3 separate regions of the Rattus norvegicus genome follow, and all the other regions are linked to region 1. The links are chromatin contacts, called in public Hi-C maps. All regions are on one chromosome and are shown on one strand. The core of a region is the stretch at or near the end of the contact, and the rest is flanking DNA. Distances in the headings are between cores, read along the strand shown.

Region 1 (3,066 bases), core at 255-2,754:
TTGCTACTTCACAACTGTAATTTTGCTACCTTCATGATTACTAACATAAAAATCTGATATTCAATTTCTTGTTTTTTTAAAGTTTTATTTATCTGAGTACACTGTAGCTGTCTTCAGACACGCCAGAAGAGGGCATCAGGTTGTGAGCCACCATGTGGTTGCTGGGAATTGAACTTAGGAAGGGCAGTCAGTCAGTGCTCTTAACCGCTGAGCCATCTCTCCAGCCCCACTGCTCTTTAGTTTCTAGTATGGTATAGCCTTACTACAGGGGTGATGGCTGAATCTGCTCTGTTTGAGTCTGGCCATCTGATTTGTTGTAAAGCTTGGAAACTTAATCCATCACCGGGGCCATCTCTCCAGCCCCGGTATGCGACTTCTGAAAGAGTCGTTAGACTAAAAGGTTGAGAACGGCTGCTCTACTACATAGGAAATCACAGACAAAAAAATTGGAAAAACTAATCCAGGGTGATAGATGGAAAGATGTTTCAATGGTTAAGAGCACTTGTTGCTCTTTCTAGAAGACTTGAGTTCTCTTCCCAGCACTCAAGACTGGCAATTTACAACCTCTTGTAACCTTAGCTCTTGGAGATCCAATGCCCTCTTCTGGCTTCTGCAAGCTCCCACACACGACATACACATAGAAACAAAAAACAAACAAACAAAAAAAAGAGATCATTTTTTTAAGAGAGCACTGCATTTGTATCTGCCTAAAATGCCTTACGGCTTTATTTATCAAAGCTATATGGGGCAGAAATCTTCCAGTACTTAAGACTTTAAATTGTATTCTTGCCCGTCTCCTCGAGTAACAACTATCTTAGAAGTCAGAAATACAAACCTTACCGCTCCCAACATTGGAGCACGGTGCGTACTGGCGGAGCAGTAATGAATCCCATTAGCTCTGGAGCACGAGAACCAAGCCGGAAGGAAAAACCACGCGGGAAAGAAGGAAACCTAACGACCGGTAGACCAGCAGAGCTTGCCAGGGCAATCTCCTGAGCATGAAACCACGCCCCTTCCACAAGCACCCCCCACCCTCTTCTCTTTTTGCCCCGCCTCTGACCTCCAGGCGGCCCGAGGCCACGCCCACTGGGCGTGGTCTTACGGCCGGAGTTCCGAAATCCCGCCAACAGTGACTCCGCCCCTCCTGCCGCGGCGCAACCTGGCCCTTTTATTTAAAGATTACGTTTACGTCAGTCCGCCTTACGTAGCTTTGCGTCATCAGTACAAGGCGGGGGGCGGGACTTCCTGTCCCGGATGTTAACAGCTTCCGAGAAAAGCCGGAAGAGATCGGAGCCTGGACAGAATCCTGAATTGCCAGCCCCTCCCCTGACCCCTACGGAAAGACGAGTACAAAGACTGCCCTGGCGAAGTCAAAACATTTATCCTGGCTTTGTCAGGTGAGGCTCTCCTTCCCCATCGAGGCACAGTAACAATCCAAACCCCCTTTAATTTCCCATGACTCCTCGCGTCCTCAAGCTCCGCCCCTTCTCCTCTGCCCCGCCCCGAAGTTTGAGGGGTGTGGATGGTTTGCGACCCCTACCCCCGGACCCCCGCTTCCTCACCTGACCCTAAACCATCACTGACCGGGAGAGTCGGGCTTGGGCACTGCGTCCGAAACCCGGAAGCCCCTCGGCTCGGGGGACCCATGGACTCCACTGCCAAGGGAATAGAACCTCTCAGACGCCGAGCCTTCACCTCAGATAAAAGCACGGTCGGAGACGACTCCCGACAGTGCGGTCGGGGTCGTCCACTGACTGAGGAGAGAGCTGAAGCCTTGGATCAGACAGATGCAGGGTCCTATCTGGCCCCTGCCCACGGCAGTTCCCTGTGTCCTCCGTTTCCATCTGTCTTTGCCACAGTTTCCTTTTGTGTAAATCACGGTTCCTGACATTAACCTTACCATCAGGGTTTAGTTGTGGGAGTGAGACGTAATTGCTATCATTTGTTTATTGAACAGTGTTAATTATTTTTGCTTCGATGATTTCACGTCATCTTCAAAACAACCTTATGAGGTAGGTAACCATTTTAAACGCCACTTTACTGATGAGAAAGCTGAGGCTTTGAAAACGTTGTTGCAAGTTGCATAGCTAGAAGAGAGGCTAGACAGTGATCTGTAATTGCTTCCCTGACTCCAGGGCCAATCTGTTAAATAAGGCTGTGGAAATTCTTTGAATGTTGGTGTGTTCCACAAATATTCCTTGAGCAGTTACTGTGGCATTGCATTAAGAGCTTCAAAGAGCACTACCTTCAGTTCTTATCTTCCAGGAGTCAATGAAGAGATGGACAGGTTATAAGTATAATGATGCTTTATGGGTGCTGTGAGAATAGTCTGATAATGATAATCACCAGATGGATTAGCCCAGAGACAGCTGTGAAAGTAGATTCTCCAAGGAAAAGAGAAAGTACTCCGAGGAATATGCAGAGAGCCTCCAGCGCTTTCTCAGAAGCCACAGAGAGGGAGAACCTTCATATCACAAGACAGACTGAAATAAGGATTGTGAGAACTGTTGGGAAATTTTTCCAAATAATTTCTACTTGGGCAGTGGTTTTCTTGAAGCTGTCTCATGTAGCTGAGGCTGGCCTTGAACTTGCAATGTAGTGGAGGCTTGTCTTGAACCTCGTATCCTACTGCCTTTATTTCCCAAGTTCTGGGATAACTGGAGTATATGCCAGAACAGTGATTTTGCAGTTGTAAGCCAAGCCCATGGAGACTAAAGAGGATAGTGTTTCTGGTGACTGCCCTAAGTGACTCCCCAGAATTTGCCAGAACAGTTTAATAGATGAACATCTCTGCTGATAGTCCCAACGTATTTGTCTATTTGAAGTGATCTGATTCTGTCCTAGATAGATCAAAGTGTATTTATTTATTTGGCTCTTGACATCTGGGCATGAATGAGTGTATGGCCATGAATGAGATGTAATCAAAAGAGAATCTGGCAAGGATGGCTGCACAAGGCCTATGAAGGAGTCTGTTTATTCTCTGAAGCAGCCATTGAGGCTGCTGGGGGTGGGGGTGTGTGCATATGTGCCTGGTCACGTGTTAGAAATCCTAGAGAAATTCCAGGC
Region 2 (3,066 bases), core at 344-2,843, 130 kb before region 1:
ACTTCTACACGTCCCACTGAACCCTCTTACTATTCCAAGTGTAGTCTACAGAGAGAGAGAGAACTTTCTTTACAAGGCAGAAACTGAGGGTTGAGAGGGGATAAGGAAACTGTCCATGGCCCTACAGAAAGCGGCAGGACTCAAGATGCCACAGGTTGGGGTTGGGGATATAGCTCAGTGGTAGAGCGCTTGCCTAGGAAGCCCAAGGCCCAAAAAAAAAGATGCCACAGGTTGCCACCTCCTCCACTCCTAGTTTGAAACCTAATCCCAGAGTTCCTCCTTTTGTGTAGTATTGACTCTATACCAACTAAAACAAGAACAGCCAGCCCGGCGTTGCTGGTGGTGGTGGCAGCGGCGGCGACAGTGCATGCCTTTAATACCAGCACTTGGGAGGCAGAGGCAGACTGATCTCTGTGTATGAGTTTGAGCCATTGTGGTCTACAGAGCAGTTCCAGAACAGCCAGGGTTATACAGAGAAACTCTGTCTAGAAACAAAACAAAACGAATAACTTCTGCATTTGCAGGCACAAATTCTACACTAGTATTCACTACATTTCATAAAACCTGATGAGTAGACCAGATATCCTCAAGATCTCTTTTGCTTTACCTGTCTAAGACTAATAAATTAATGGTTTAAAGGATTTGGGGAATCAGACAACTCTGGGTTATGGGTCCCTTCGATACATTGTGGCATGATTTTGGTAAGTCCATTTTCCATCTCTGGACCTCCATTTTCACACTCTACAAGGGTCTGTGTGGTCTCTGTGGGTCTGACACGTCTGTGTTCTGTAATAATCACAAAACCGCCTCAAACAGTACTCCAATTTCCCCCTGGCTTCACGTTTGAGAGTACCACACGTGCCCACCACATGCACCAGCTCCTTCCCCAAAGCTAAATCTCTTCTAGAGTTCACGTGCTCACCTTTAGCCAGTCCCCGTAGTGGACATAGCCCCCGATGTAAGCGGCATAGGTGCTAATGGCTAGCTGGAGTGCGGCGCCCAACGCAAACCAACGCCGCTTCACTCCGAAGGACATGAAGCTAGCACACAACACAGCTGCCCCCATGTCGAAATATAGATAAGGCACTGGGATGTCCGGCTTCCTGTGAATCGAGTGTAGGGAACAAGGAGGACAGAATGAATGGAGAGTAAGGGTCTGGGGACCTCTGTAAATTCCCGCAATCTTCACTGCTCCCCAGAAACCAGAGACCCTCCTCACTGCTGGGGCCGCCACATCAGTTCTGGTCGTACAGCCGAACCAGAGCATCTTCCAATCTGTCTGAGCACCAATTCCTCCCGATCTAAGTGCTCCGACTTCTGGCCCCCAACTTCTCCCAACATCACCGCACCCCAGTTCCCAGGACAGGCCGTACCGCCCCCCACCGCATTCGACGGCTTCGTGGGCGCGCTCACCGGCGCGCCTCGGCCCTTTCAGCGTACAACATGAGTTGGCTGAAGCAGCCCCAAAAGGGGCAGCGCGTGAGCAGCACGGAACCCAGCTGCATGATTAGCTGCAGCATCCAGCGTCTCGAACCAATCTTCGAAGCCATCTTGGGAAAGGGCAGTCCGGTACGGCCTCAGCCGGGTCTGGGAGACCAGCACGGAGGATGATACAGGCAACTTCCGGTCCCTTACTGTTTTTCTTTTCGTCCGGAAACAAAGCTCTCGCTCTCTAGTTCCGGGCGAGAAAAAAAAATGTGGAGGAGTCAGCCTTTCTAAACTCTCCCTACGGAGAGAACTCCGAGCTTCTCTTTGCACTTTCTTTGCCTTTAAAAAAAGATTTGTTTAGGGGCTGGTGAGATGGCTAAGGGCACTGCTGTTCTTCCAGAGCTCCTGAGTTCAATTCCCAGCAACCACAGGGTGGTTTATAACCTTCCATAAAGTGATCTGATGCCCTCTTCTGGCATGCACGCTTATGCATTACAAACAAAACATAAAAGATTTGTTTATTTATGTATACGAATGCTCTATTTACATGTATGCCTGCATGACAAAAAAGGGCATCAGACCCTGTCATAGATGGTTGTGAATCACTCAAGTTGCTTGGGATTGAACTCAGGACTTCTGAAACAGAAACCAGTGAGTGTTCTTCGTACATTCAAAATGGAACAGGAGCAAAGAGCGTAAGGTTGAAATATCAGAAATCCTGGAATACAGCTTGATGTATGGAAGCAACCAATTCTGGATGTGACCAGGCCTGGACTCCAACCTGAAAACCAACTCTGTCATCTAAATGGAGACTCAAGTGTGAAATGGGGATAATGACATTCCACCTCATCATTGCTGGGAGACTTGATTTTAACAAAGGTGGTATCGGCAGATAAGAAGGGTCCAATGAAAGAGTGTAATACATGCACACAGGACCCAGAGAGGATTCCCTGTCTTTAGCTGAACTTGTAAAGTAAGGAGTCCTCTTGGCTCTAAGTCATCTGTTTGGTCTTGATGCCTTTTGTCTCCTGGGAGAAGAGAAAGATCTACGCATTTAAGACATCATAATCAGACTTTTTCCCGGTTGCCATCTTCCCACTCGATCCCAAACAGCAATCAGCTTAACTTCAGCCGCCTCCACCTTCCTTATTCTCCAAACATCTTTTGGGAGGAGAAGCTGCCGTGAGTGTTCATATAATTTCCTATGTTGCTCAGAATACCCTCCAACTCATGATCCTCCTGCCTCCATCCACCTTAAGGGTAGACTATGAACATGCCTGAACATGACTAACAGCTGCCTTTCCTTTTAATCAGCTCACCACAAAGGCAATTATGTATTTGTTATCAATACACACACACACACACACACACACACACACACACACACACACACACATTATGAATTCCATGAGTGCAAAGACAGTAAGTATGTAGTTTCTGTTTATTTATAGCCTCAGGGCCAGATATACATTCTTTTCTTTTTTTTTTTTTCAGAGCTGGGGACCGAACCCAGGGCCTTGCGCTTCCTAGGCAAGCGCTCTACCACTGAGCTAAATCCCCAACCCCCCAGATATACATTCAGGACTTAGGTGCTGCACAGACAGATAAATGAACATATGGCGTTGTCACTATGTCTTG
Region 3 (3,066 bases), core at 214-2,713, 130 kb after region 1:
GGGCCTGGAGCCTTGCAGGGTGACAGGGCTGGGCCGCTATGCAGATATTCCTGTGTGGGACAGAAGGCTGGCTCATGTCATCTCAAAGTATGCACTAGTCCATGATCGTGGGGACCCCAGGTATTCTAGGGACACTCAACACTTCTTCCTTGGGCCCTCCCAGGGACCTGGGGCTCAGGGAACTCACATTTGGTGTAGGAAAGACTCCAGAATCTGGAGGGAGTTGTCAATTCTGAAACACAAGTCAGCCCTGGTGGTCAGGAATGCTGCCTCCCCCACTGGAACCCCATTTCTGGGAAATCATTATTTTGTCAGGCAGCTCCCCTCGGTCTGGTTCTAAGTTCTGGTACTTACCGCTGGCTACCGTGGGTCTCTGAGACTGAAGGCGGACCTTCACCACATCCAGGGGTGTCACTGGGGAAGGAGGTAAGTTTGAAGGTTCCTTCACCCTCTTCTTCATTAAAACCAAACTGCCTCCAACCTCAGCCCACATTAATTCCCAGCTACCCACACCCCAATCTCCCCAGGTCTTACTGAAGAGGGAGGTGACCACAGCCCCAGCTCCTGAGGCCACCATCTGCTGAAGGGGGCTAATGCCCCCAGGATCCTGATCATCCATCTTTGAGTTTCAATTCTGAAAACACACACCACAGTTAAATGGAGCTTAAGCCCATGACAAGAAAGGCTTGGGAATGGGGGAGCAAGCATGAAGTAAAATGCTCTGGGACTTCAACAACGGCACACTCATCCAGAGTTTGCCTCTATAATCTTTGAAATCTAGAAACGTGCTCACTTTGCCGAGGGGGAAACTAAGGCTCAAGGGTTGCTATGACCTTCGTGGTTACGTCATTCGTTTAGAAAGAAGCTAGAATAGCCGTTGGCCAATGGTAGTGATGGCCATTTCCTCAGCCACATGGTTATTATGCTCCTCCGGATCTCAGAGGCCAAAAGATCAAAACGCCTGAGCCCTTCCACCCAACATCTGGGCGGGCACATGAACGCCCTGGGCGAGGAGAGGTCGAGTCCGGCATCGAGAGAAACTTGTAAACAAATCTGCTGACAGAGAGGCAGGTCCATCTTCCTTCCCAAGATTGCTGGCCCTCCCCCCACACCGCCAGCCCGTGGCCAGACGGGACAGGCCGTAAGGCCTGAATGAGAGGACATTCTCTCTCTGCCTCCTCTCTCTCTTAAATACAAGCCGTGGAGACGGAAGCAGAGACCCGGTAACAAACCCTTTCACCGAGACTCGGCTGCACTCCATGCCCAGGCCCAGCAAAAAGGTTCACGGCGAGGCCCACCCCTTCCCATAGCCTCGATTCGCCTCCCAGCCGGGGACCCTCAGAGAACCCGCTTCATTCCTGGCCCGCCCACCTGGCTCTGAGCCGGTCCTTGCGCCGCGCCACGCCAGGGGCCTGGCGGGCCCATAGCGGCTCCGCGGCCGGTGCAGGGTCCGCGCGTGCCCGCTTCGCACAGCGGCCGCCTGGGAGAGCGGTGGGGCCGACTCCGCCCCCAGCAAGCTAAGCCCCGCCCCGTGGCCGACCGGCCGCGCGCACGGAGTGCAACGAGGTCCGCCCACTCGCGGCCCTCCCCCTCCCACTGGAGTCCCGCCCTTACGCCGCGGCCCCGTGGGCGGGTCCCCGCGGCCCCGCGCTCCTTGCGGCTCTCAGGTCAAGGTCGCCGCCTGGACGGCGCTTGCACCTGGCCACAGTAGCTCTCCTCTGCCCGCGCCCCGGAGGAGCGCTGCCCGGAGAGTCCAGACTTGCGATCGCTGGAACTTTCCAGACCGCGTGGGTATTGCTGCTCCGCGTCCTATAGAAGGCAGCTGCCGCGAGGGTCGGTTCTTCAAGGTCATCAGAGTGTCGGACAGCAATGGCAAACTTCTGCCCACTTAGCTCCGTGGCGGGAGTTTACAATTTATAGCGAGCGTGTTGGCAGGAATTACCATCCTCTTCATTTACGGATGATGAAACGGGGTTGCAACCCTGGAAGGCTTTAGGAACTGCAGGGCAACCCTGTTAGCCGACCTGTAACCTGGGCCAGGCATGGTGGGGCCCTGGGCCAATCAATTTACAGGACTTCTTTGGGCTGAGGACTCCGGGGACACGCAGAGCGTAGAGCAGGGAAGAAAACCCGTGTTTCGCGACAGATCTTAAAGAGTGTTAACACTTTCAAAACTTAAGAGTTGTCTTTTCTTTTCTTTTCTTTTCTTTTTTTTTTTTTTTGAGACAATCTATGTATCTTGACTGGCACAGAGCCTCCAATGTAGGCCAGGATGGCCTCTACCAAAACTTTTCCTAGGTTATTACTGACGAAGGTGCCCCCATTTTACAGAAAATGGAGAGGACTCAAGTTAAAACTTTTGTCACTGCCTTCTCAGATTATGAGTGGGCTTGCACGCAGAGCTGTTTCCGCACCAGCTCAGTACCCAGTACCCCACCACCCGCCTCGCCTTTAAGACTTCCACACTAGCGCGAATTTTAGTCTAACAGGAACCGGAGCACGAGGTGGGAGCCTGCACCTTTAAGAAGAATGGGCCGCGGCTTTGACGTCACTACCTTCTCCGCCCCCCCAGGCCCGGACTGGTTGCGAACGGTGCTGGAGCCGCCCAGCCAGCCCGGCCAGCACGTGGATTCCAAGGGGCCAACCATAATTTTTCCCGGAGAAAACCCTTACGGCATTTCCAGAGCTCAGAACCTCCAGTTTTAGGGGCGGAGTGAGCGCAAACGGATAGTTAGGAAAGCAGCCAATGATCTAGAGGCCTCGGCGATCGGCTGGCCCGGAGGCTGAGGCGGGAGGAGAGTCACGAGTTAAGTGTCGCCTGGGCTACACAGTAGACACTGCCTTGCCCTTCCCATTCTCCTTTCACCCTAAACCTGGCTTAAAAGCAACACAAAAGTCGTTTCATAAACCAGCGGTTAAGCGCCTGCTAAGGTCCTTTCAACCTCAAAGTTAATGGTTTACCAAGTTTCAGAACAGAAAGCTTGCTTTTCTTTTCTGTAGAGGAGAAAACTGAAGGCCCTGTGTGTAATCCCCTACCCTCCCTCCCTCTCTTGTTTATGATTTGGG

Evidence for each region. A called contact is a pair of places that touch in the nucleus more often than the background predicts.
Region 2: a contact with region 1 is called in a Hi-C map of Schwann cells, with 2.8 times the contacts expected there. The contact joins the promoter of Tmem101 here to the promoter of Tmub2 in region 1. A contact is called at or near these places in 5 of 12 Hi-C or Micro-C datasets (the A7r5 cell line, the Rat2 cell line, Schwann cells and 1 more).
Region 3: a Hi-C map of liver shows a contact between it and region 1, with 3 times the contacts expected there. The contact joins the promoter of Slc25a39 here to the promoter of Tmub2 in region 1. A contact is called at or near these places in 5 of 12 Hi-C or Micro-C datasets (hepatocytes, kidney, liver and 1 more) and 1 of 1 datasets of contacts at active chromatin or transcription factors (oligodendrocytes).

Annotation. Positions count from the first base shown.
Region 1 is chr10:87,737,451-87,740,516 of GRCr8, forward strand. Tmub2 (transmembrane and ubiquitin-like domain containing 2) reads left to right here and starts at 1,505. Exons shown (of 3, transcript NM_001031651.2): 1 at 1,505-2,012. The coding sequence starts at 1,978.
Region 2 is chr10:87,607,460-87,610,525 of GRCr8, forward strand. It overlaps Tmem101 (transmembrane protein 101), which reads right to left and starts at 1,594. Exons shown (of 4, transcript NM_001191650.1): 1 at 1,414-1,594; 2 at 923-1,103. The coding sequence starts at 1,550.
Region 3 is chr10:87,865,510-87,868,575 of GRCr8, forward strand. Slc25a39 (solute carrier family 25, member 39) reads right to left here and starts at 1,464. Exons shown (of 12, transcript NM_001024792.1): 1 at 1,372-1,464; 2 at 535-634; 3 at 355-414; 4 at 188-232. The coding sequence starts at 619.